Linked DNA regions of Xenopus laevis: region 2 is linked to region 1. Evidence: chromatin contacts called from public Hi-C data. All regions are on one chromosome and are shown on one strand. The core of a region is the stretch at or near the end of the contact, and the rest is flanking DNA. Distances in the headings are between cores, read along the strand shown.

Region 1 (3,805 bases), core at 227-2,726:
GAGAAAAAAAAATTGGTGGCCAGGGCCCCCCCCCCACATTATAAGAAAATTGGTGGCCAGGGCCCCTTAAACGTCCATGCCTTCCCGAAGTCAGCAGCTCTCACAAACATGGGGGGCCCTACAACTCTCCGCCCTGATGGCTGCCCTGCTACCCCCTATGCTTCCTCTATTAAGGGGAGTAACTACAGAGGAGGCAGACCCTGTGGCTGCAGGGGGCCCAGGAGGTATAGGGGCCCCATGAGGCCCTAATTCATATACAGTTTCAATAAATATTGGTAAAACAAAAAGTCAACTGCTAAACATTTTGGGGTCCTGAAAAATAACTTGCTGTGGGGCCCAGTGATATCTAGTTACGTCACTGCCTCTATTGTTACACCCGAATGATGTGCAGCCCTCGAGTGCTAATGAACTACTACACCCCCTGCCAGTTTCAAACGCTAAAGGTTCAGTCATGAAATCAACTGGAAGCTGAGCCGTGTGACATACACGCACCACACATCACTGAGAAACCGAAGCAGCGCCCAGTATTTCCCAGTGGGAAGGACTAATCCACATAGAAGGGGCGCACATTCGCGCAGGCGCTTTAACGTGGGGTGTGTGGGTGTGAGACTGGGTCAGCGCCAAGGTCCTTCTTAGAAGTGCCGCATTTTCTATCTGCAAGATGTAGTTCCCTTGCCGCATAATTCCAGATTATATTTCCATAGAGACGAACCATGTGAGCACAAGGGGTGAGGGAGAGAAGCCAAACGCGTTTTTTATTAACACTATAGCTACGGTGACGTCACTGCAACCCCCTGTCAGTTCGTCAGTAGCAGCTATAGGGTCTGCACACCCCAAAGTTTTTCAGTTCCCTTTCTAATCTATAAACAATTGAGGCGCCGGATTCCGGTCCACCCCCTGAGTGGAATGTAGAGCATCGAGCAGCAGTGATACCAAGTGCCAAGCAGATAACACTGTCTGAGGAGAATGTCCGACTCCGCCCTCCCTGTCCCCTATGTGCGCTACTTCCCAAAGCAACACTGCCGCCCACTTTCTCTCAACTATCAAATATTACTCAAATATTGGCCATCGAGATTTTGACCCACAGATCTGTATCCATTGCTGGGATTAACTATTTAACAACGGCTGGAATGCCGCCGATAACCGATTATACATGCCATCCCACTGTATTTTCCCGCTTTGGGTTACATGGATACGTTTTCAAATACTTTACACCACGGTTGTTTTCTAACTCTTGCACGTATATTGTAATCCGATTTAATACGGATTAGTAAGAATTACAGACGCTGAAAATAACCGTGAGGGATGGGTCGGCCATTTTGTGCTAATAAATGTCGGTGAGGAGAAGGAGAAGAAGAAGAAGAAGCAGAAGAAGAGGACCAGTCGCTCCCGCCTCCTCAGTTCGTACGAGTATCTGAGGCGCATCAGCCAATCAGCGTGCAGCCGCAGTTCATTAGCATAATATAGACAGCGCGTCACCGCCCTCATAGGATAAAACGCACAGTCCGCTCCATTCTTTCCCATTCTGTTACTTACATCCACTCTTCACTGTGGGAAAAAGTAACGTATTTTATTTCATTTTTTTTTAACATTTGTCTCTCCGTTAACGTCGACTTTTAACCATGGTAAGTAACCTTATTTATTTATTTTTAAATAATGGCCTAGATAAAAAGAAGCTTGTTCGCGTCTTATACTAGAGATGTTAAAACAGCTGGGTAAGAGGCGACTTCAGGGACGACGTGGAAGGGAATTGTTCTAGGCAGGGAGATCACGTGCCCTAGCTTCAACATTGTCGTCTGGAGGTAGTGTCATTGAGAAGCCCGGATGTAACGGGTCTTCCCGCGCTGGAGAGCGGCGCGCGCTTTGTGCTTGTGGGAGAGAGAGCGCGCGCCTTACCCACACCCCTATAGATTCTCTGAGGGATAGGCTCTCCCTAGTTGCACTTTGTCGTGATTGTTCTCCATAACAATGTCTGCATTCAGTCAAACTGCCGCATTCTCCTATAGAAGGTTTTGAGGTAGATTTAATGGCCATTCCCGAGTCTGAAATTAAGGTTTTGAGGTAGATTTAATGGCCATTCCCGAGTCTGAAATTAAGGCCACTGGGAGCAGCTACAAAGGAGGAACATATTGCTGGAGAGATAATGGCAGACTTTGATTTAATTTAGCTTGCCATAGACACACGGGAGATAGTCGCCCGACGACAAAGCACCTCTTCTTGTGACTAATCTTAATTCTAAATCGCCAGCGGGACGGCACTCGAACAATTCGTTTTTCCGAATTGCCTCACGAGGGAACTTCGGGCGACTTCAGAAAACGTAGGGATCAGCGTGCCGTCCCGCCAGCGTTGCATATTCTAGCCGACGGGAAGCTAGTTCGGGGAGATTAGTCGCCCGAAAAAAAGGCGATTTGTGGCACTGTCTCTGCCGTTACTGATTTGACTTTGATGAAGAAGAGCGAGGGCTATGACTACTGTAAAAAAAAAAAAAAATGAAGGTCATCTGACCTAAATAGGATCTGTGCAATTAACTTTAGGCCCATAATATGTTTAATTCGTATCCTTACCTCAGGTTTGGTAACCGTAGCAAACCCAACAGCTCGGGCACAAAGATGACTCCTATGTCATTGCGTATTTATAGTAAACTTAAAATGAGCAGTGGAGAATGGGGTAGATAGATGTGCCCAGTAGAAATAATAAATGGTTAATTCACGAAAGACAGGTGGCTTCTGTATCCTAGTATATGAGCATCTCCTCTTTAGGGCTTGACAGCTGTTATAACAAATGTTTCATATATTCTCATGCCACAAAGGAATTTCCATACTACTTTGAGACCCTAGCAGCTAACTGATTTTTTTCATATGTATATATTTTTTTTTCATGTATGGACTGCCTGAAGGCATGTGCAGTTCATAATGCGAGAGGCTAGACGGCAGCTGCTGGGTGTGGAAATCGATTGCTGGGGTGGGGGAGGATTTTGCAACATAATCAGGATTTAGCTGAAAGCCTTGTGCAGATGTTTCTCTTTCATGGTGTACGGCCGACAGCGCAAGGATCGTGTGGGTGTGGAAACGGCTTGTAGGCTTTTGCCTGCTAACGTGGAAGTAGTGTCAGCTGATGGATAATGGGTGTGTAAGCTGCCATTGTTGTCTTGTGTTATGTGAAATCTGGCAGTTGGAAGAGCAGGACTATTGTGTTTGCACTTCCATATCTCAAATCGGCGACTCCAGTGTTTTGATTTAAACCGTGTAGGCTCTGAATCTACCAGTAGATCACAAATAAATGGCCTCTTGTATGTAATGGCTTATTACTTTTTTTTTATTTACAGCGTGAGTGCATCTCTATCCATGTTGGTCAGGCTGGTGTGCAGATCGGTAATGCCTGCTGGGAACTCTATTGTCTGGAACATGGCATCCAACCTGATGGGCAGATGCCCAGTGACAAGACCATTGGAGGAGGGGACGACTCCTTCAACACCTTTTTCAGTGAAACGGGTGCAGGAAAGCATGTCCCCAGGGCTGTATTTGTTGACCTGGAACCTACTGTCATTGGTGAGAACCACCAAAGCTGCACATTTCCTTATTGAATGTGTACATGTTTATATGGAATATTGTACTAGCAATTATAAAATATAACTTAGAAGTCACTGTGGAGTCATGATTATAATAAGGCAGCTGAGTGCTTTTATACAATTCGTGAAACTCAAAGTGGCTTCTAATATCTTTGTTTATTGTCATACATTGCTTGAATAAGTACTGATTAGAACTGATGTTACTAAGCACAGTCTTTAAGGATATAATTTACAGAA
Region 2 (3,529 bases), core at 270-2,769, 46 kb before region 1:
CAGAAATATCATACCATGCCACCTGCATAACACCTGAACTGGGTATTAACACTTATATAGCAATGTTGCACACTGTAATCTGCAGCACTTAATACCCCTCTCAATTGTGTCTGTATGTTACCCTTCCATTTAGACTGTAAGCCCTACAGGGTAGGGTACGCTATCCTTTTGTCTCCTTGACACTGAACACTTGGGGGCACATTTACTATTGGTCGAATATTGAAGGATATACCTCTGTTCGATCGGACAATTAAATCCTTCGAATTGAACGATTTGAACGATTTTAATCCATCGACTGAACGAAATTCCTTCGATCAGAAATGTGCTAGAAAGCCTATGGGGACCTTCCCCATAGGCTAACATCGGTAGTTTTTTTTTTTTTTTAAAGAGACAGTACTTTGACTATCGAATGGTCGAATAGTCGAACGATTTTTAGTTCGGTTGAAGTAGCCAATTTGATGGTTGGATTGCCAAAATAAACTTCAAAATTCAAAGTTTTTTTCATTCGAATCCTTCACTCGAGCTAAGTAAATGTGCCCCTTAATCTGTAGTGTAACTATATATATATATATATATATATATATATATATATATATATATATATATATATATATATATATATATATATATATATATATATATATATATATATATATATATGTGTGAATTGTATTTTAATAATGTACTTATTAGTATTTATTATTGCAATGACCCCCTATTTGTTCTATTATTTATTTGTTCTGATGTACAGTGCTTTGCCCTCAAGGAGCGATATACTAATAAAAATGTGCATACATATAACATATGGCAATTTGAAATATTTATTGTATTTAAAATATTTAAAGACATTGAATCCAGTAAACCCTGTGTATAATCTACAGGCTATATCTCTGCATGGGGTTTCCTCAGGGTACCCCAATCTCTCCCACCCCCAAAGTCATACATGCAGGTTCTATGGTGTATGATAAAATTGACTTTGGGGTATTTAGGGTTGCCTCCTTTTCTGGAATTAAATACTGTCCATCCTACCAGGCATCTACCCTAGGTGTGTTGTGTGACAGTGACCATAGATTGAAAGCTCCACAGAAACTGATTGATGAACAATATCTGAGCATGTTGCCATTTTAAAAGGCTTGATCTGAAATGGTTTCTTCTTTCTCCAATATAGATGGAGGCTCAGCCAATTCAGCCTTTGTACATACGGTACCTATGTTTATATTCGGTTTGTGAAGAATCAGCCAGTCCAAGTGTCTCAGCACAAAACAAGAAGACCCATTCAGGTGTGCACACCTGAAATTAAAGGTAATGAAAAAGGCTAATTTAGTCCATTTGAGCATTGAGAATGAAAGAATTAGAACTTGACCATAACTGATCGGTCCTATGGCATTTACTATACAGAAGTACTAAGCAAAGCTCTGGGCAGTGAAGGAGTTAAACTGTTATCGCTTTACATAACACTCTATAGAGTGTTAGCATTTGTCTGTACAAAGTACAGCTTTACTTAATACAGTGGTTCAATCCCTTGGAATGGGGCCCCTGTGTGAATTGTAGCTTTCAGAGCTGGATACATAAACAGAGGCAGTTGGATCTGGCTGAGCAGCTGGAATGCTGAAAGGTTACTTGCTGAAAAAAAAGTAAATTTTTCCTACTGCTTGTGCTTTCTAAGAGATGGGGGGGGGGGGTTATTCTGCCTCTGTGGCTGCCAGTTCCTTAGAAGAGACCCCATGATGTCATGCGTCCGATGCACACGTAGCTGAAAGAAATCAATGGAGAACTAACTGTGAGGAACCACTAGGTTCTTTGTTTGGATTTGCCAGCCTCGGGGAGGGAGTGATTACATTTCTGGGGAGACGTTAGTTCTGCCATAAATTCTGCTGCTGAGAAATTGCTATAGTTTATACTACAGACTAACTCTTTCACTAATCAGTAGGCGAGGTCTGACATATATGAGGGATGCCACGTTCAACAGTTACCCTGTCCAAATAGATGTTTTCTTCCACAGCCTAAACCTGCACAAATCATAGTTTTTGGCATTTTCCCGGTTGCTAGGAGAGATATGAGTGGTGATATCTATCAATAAACTACAATGAACAGTGGCATCTGCATGTAATAGCAGACTCATATTTTTAGTTAATATACTCCCCTTTAAAAGAACATGCCTAAAGCTTCCACAAGGTGCTCCTGATATCTGCAGGTATAGGTATGGATCTGTTATCCAGAATGCTCCGGACCTGGGGGTTTCCGGGTAAGGGGTTTTTCCATTATTTGGATCTTCGTGTCTTAAGTCTACTAGAAAATCATGTGAACATTAAATAAGCCCAAGAGGCTGGTTTTGATTCCATTAAGGATTAATTGTGTCTTCGTTTCATTTTTTTTTAAACATATATTTATTTTTTTTTCAAACCTGTTAGTCTGACAAATTGACATGTGTCTTGTATGGTAGGAAGGCATTCATATTATTAAATTGGATTATAACCTCCCTCCCCATCCGATAGGTTGAAAATATCTGTTCTAATGAAATATGGAAATGGCGGTAAGGGTAAAAATAGCATTATAGGCTATTTTTTTTCCCATAATGGCCTTAACTTTTATAGGCCTTAACAAAACAAAAAGTCTAGTGGTGGACTAACGTATTAACATTATTGCTTCAGCTGTGTTACTTAAAGGGCAGTTAACACTTGTGTTAAGTTCCCTGTCTGTATATTTATCGTGTTCTCCTTAATTCAAATGAAAGTGATCTTCCTGAAGAAACCTCCCTGCTCCGTTACCTACCATTTTGCATTTTAGTGTGGCCTGGCACTGGATTAAACCGCTTCTGTTCAGGTTAACTGCCTGATAATAGAGTAAACACGCCTTGCCTAAAACACATAAAGAAACCCAAATCAGCCCTCCTGCCTTTATTTGGAAATGTTAGTTTTACATTACTCTGCCTTTGAAATTAAGAAATACACTCTATAAACTGTGATCTGGCATAAGGGATTGCTTTTGGTCATACCCAAGTAAACATGTTCTGGACTCCTGCTATTGATTTATGAGTTCAGCGATTTTATTTTTAATCCCCCAAATGCCTGCACATACCCATTTTGGATGTCTGGTATAAAGATACAATAAGCATTGCATAGATTAGGGATGCCCTCCTTTAATTTATATAAATACCTATTCATTTCTATCCTGTATTTCCTTTTTGGAGCAGAAATCCTAGTTTCTATTGTATTGTGCTTGCTATCAAATCTAATATCTGTGCACATCCTTCAAATATTGCCTGAACAAGCCCTACGTGTTTAAAGGAGAATGAAAGCTACAGAAGCAGTTTATTCCCAATAGATACACAATAGCCACAATAATGCAAGCTATAACACTATATTTATTCTGTAGAATGCTTTACCATACCAGAGTAAACCGCTCTAGAAGCTCTATTTGTTTGTTTAAGATAGCAGCTGCCATATTAGCTAGTTGTGACATCACTTCCTGCCTGAGTCAATTGGGTCTGAAAGCTTTACTAAATGAAAGTAAGGGCTATGGCACATAA

Evidence for each region. A called contact is a pair of places that touch in the nucleus more often than the background predicts.
Region 2: a Hi-C map of the XL177 cell line shows a contact between it and region 1, with 2.2 times the contacts expected there. The contact joins the enhancer-like site here to the promoter of tuba1b.L in region 1. A contact is called at or near these places in 2 of 4 Hi-C or Micro-C datasets (the XL177 cell line and the XTC cell line).

What each region holds. Positions count from the first base shown.
Region 1 is chr2L:143,202,357-143,206,161 of Xenopus_laevis_v10.1, reverse strand. It overlaps tuba1b.L (tubulin alpha chain), which reads left to right and starts at 1,476. Exons shown (of 4, transcript XM_018247375.2): 1 at 1,476-1,625; 2 at 3,326-3,548. The coding sequence starts at 1,623. It overlaps LOC108708552 (a long non-coding RNA gene), which reads left to right and starts at 1,634. Exons shown (of 2, transcript XR_005965506.1): 1 at 1,634-2,009; 2 at 2,054-3,170.
Region 2 is chr2L:143,248,866-143,252,394 of Xenopus_laevis_v10.1, reverse strand. It overlaps LOC108708553 (putative nuclease HARBI1), which reads left to right. Exons shown (of 7, transcript XM_018247377.2): 3 at 1,169-1,302. Among protein-coding and RNA genes, the nearest start is that of LOC108708553, 9.5 kb to the left of the region's middle. Within about 2 kb of position 1,519, at least 1 of the 7 cell types and tissues checked has an H3K27ac peak or open chromatin away from gene starts, as enhancers often do.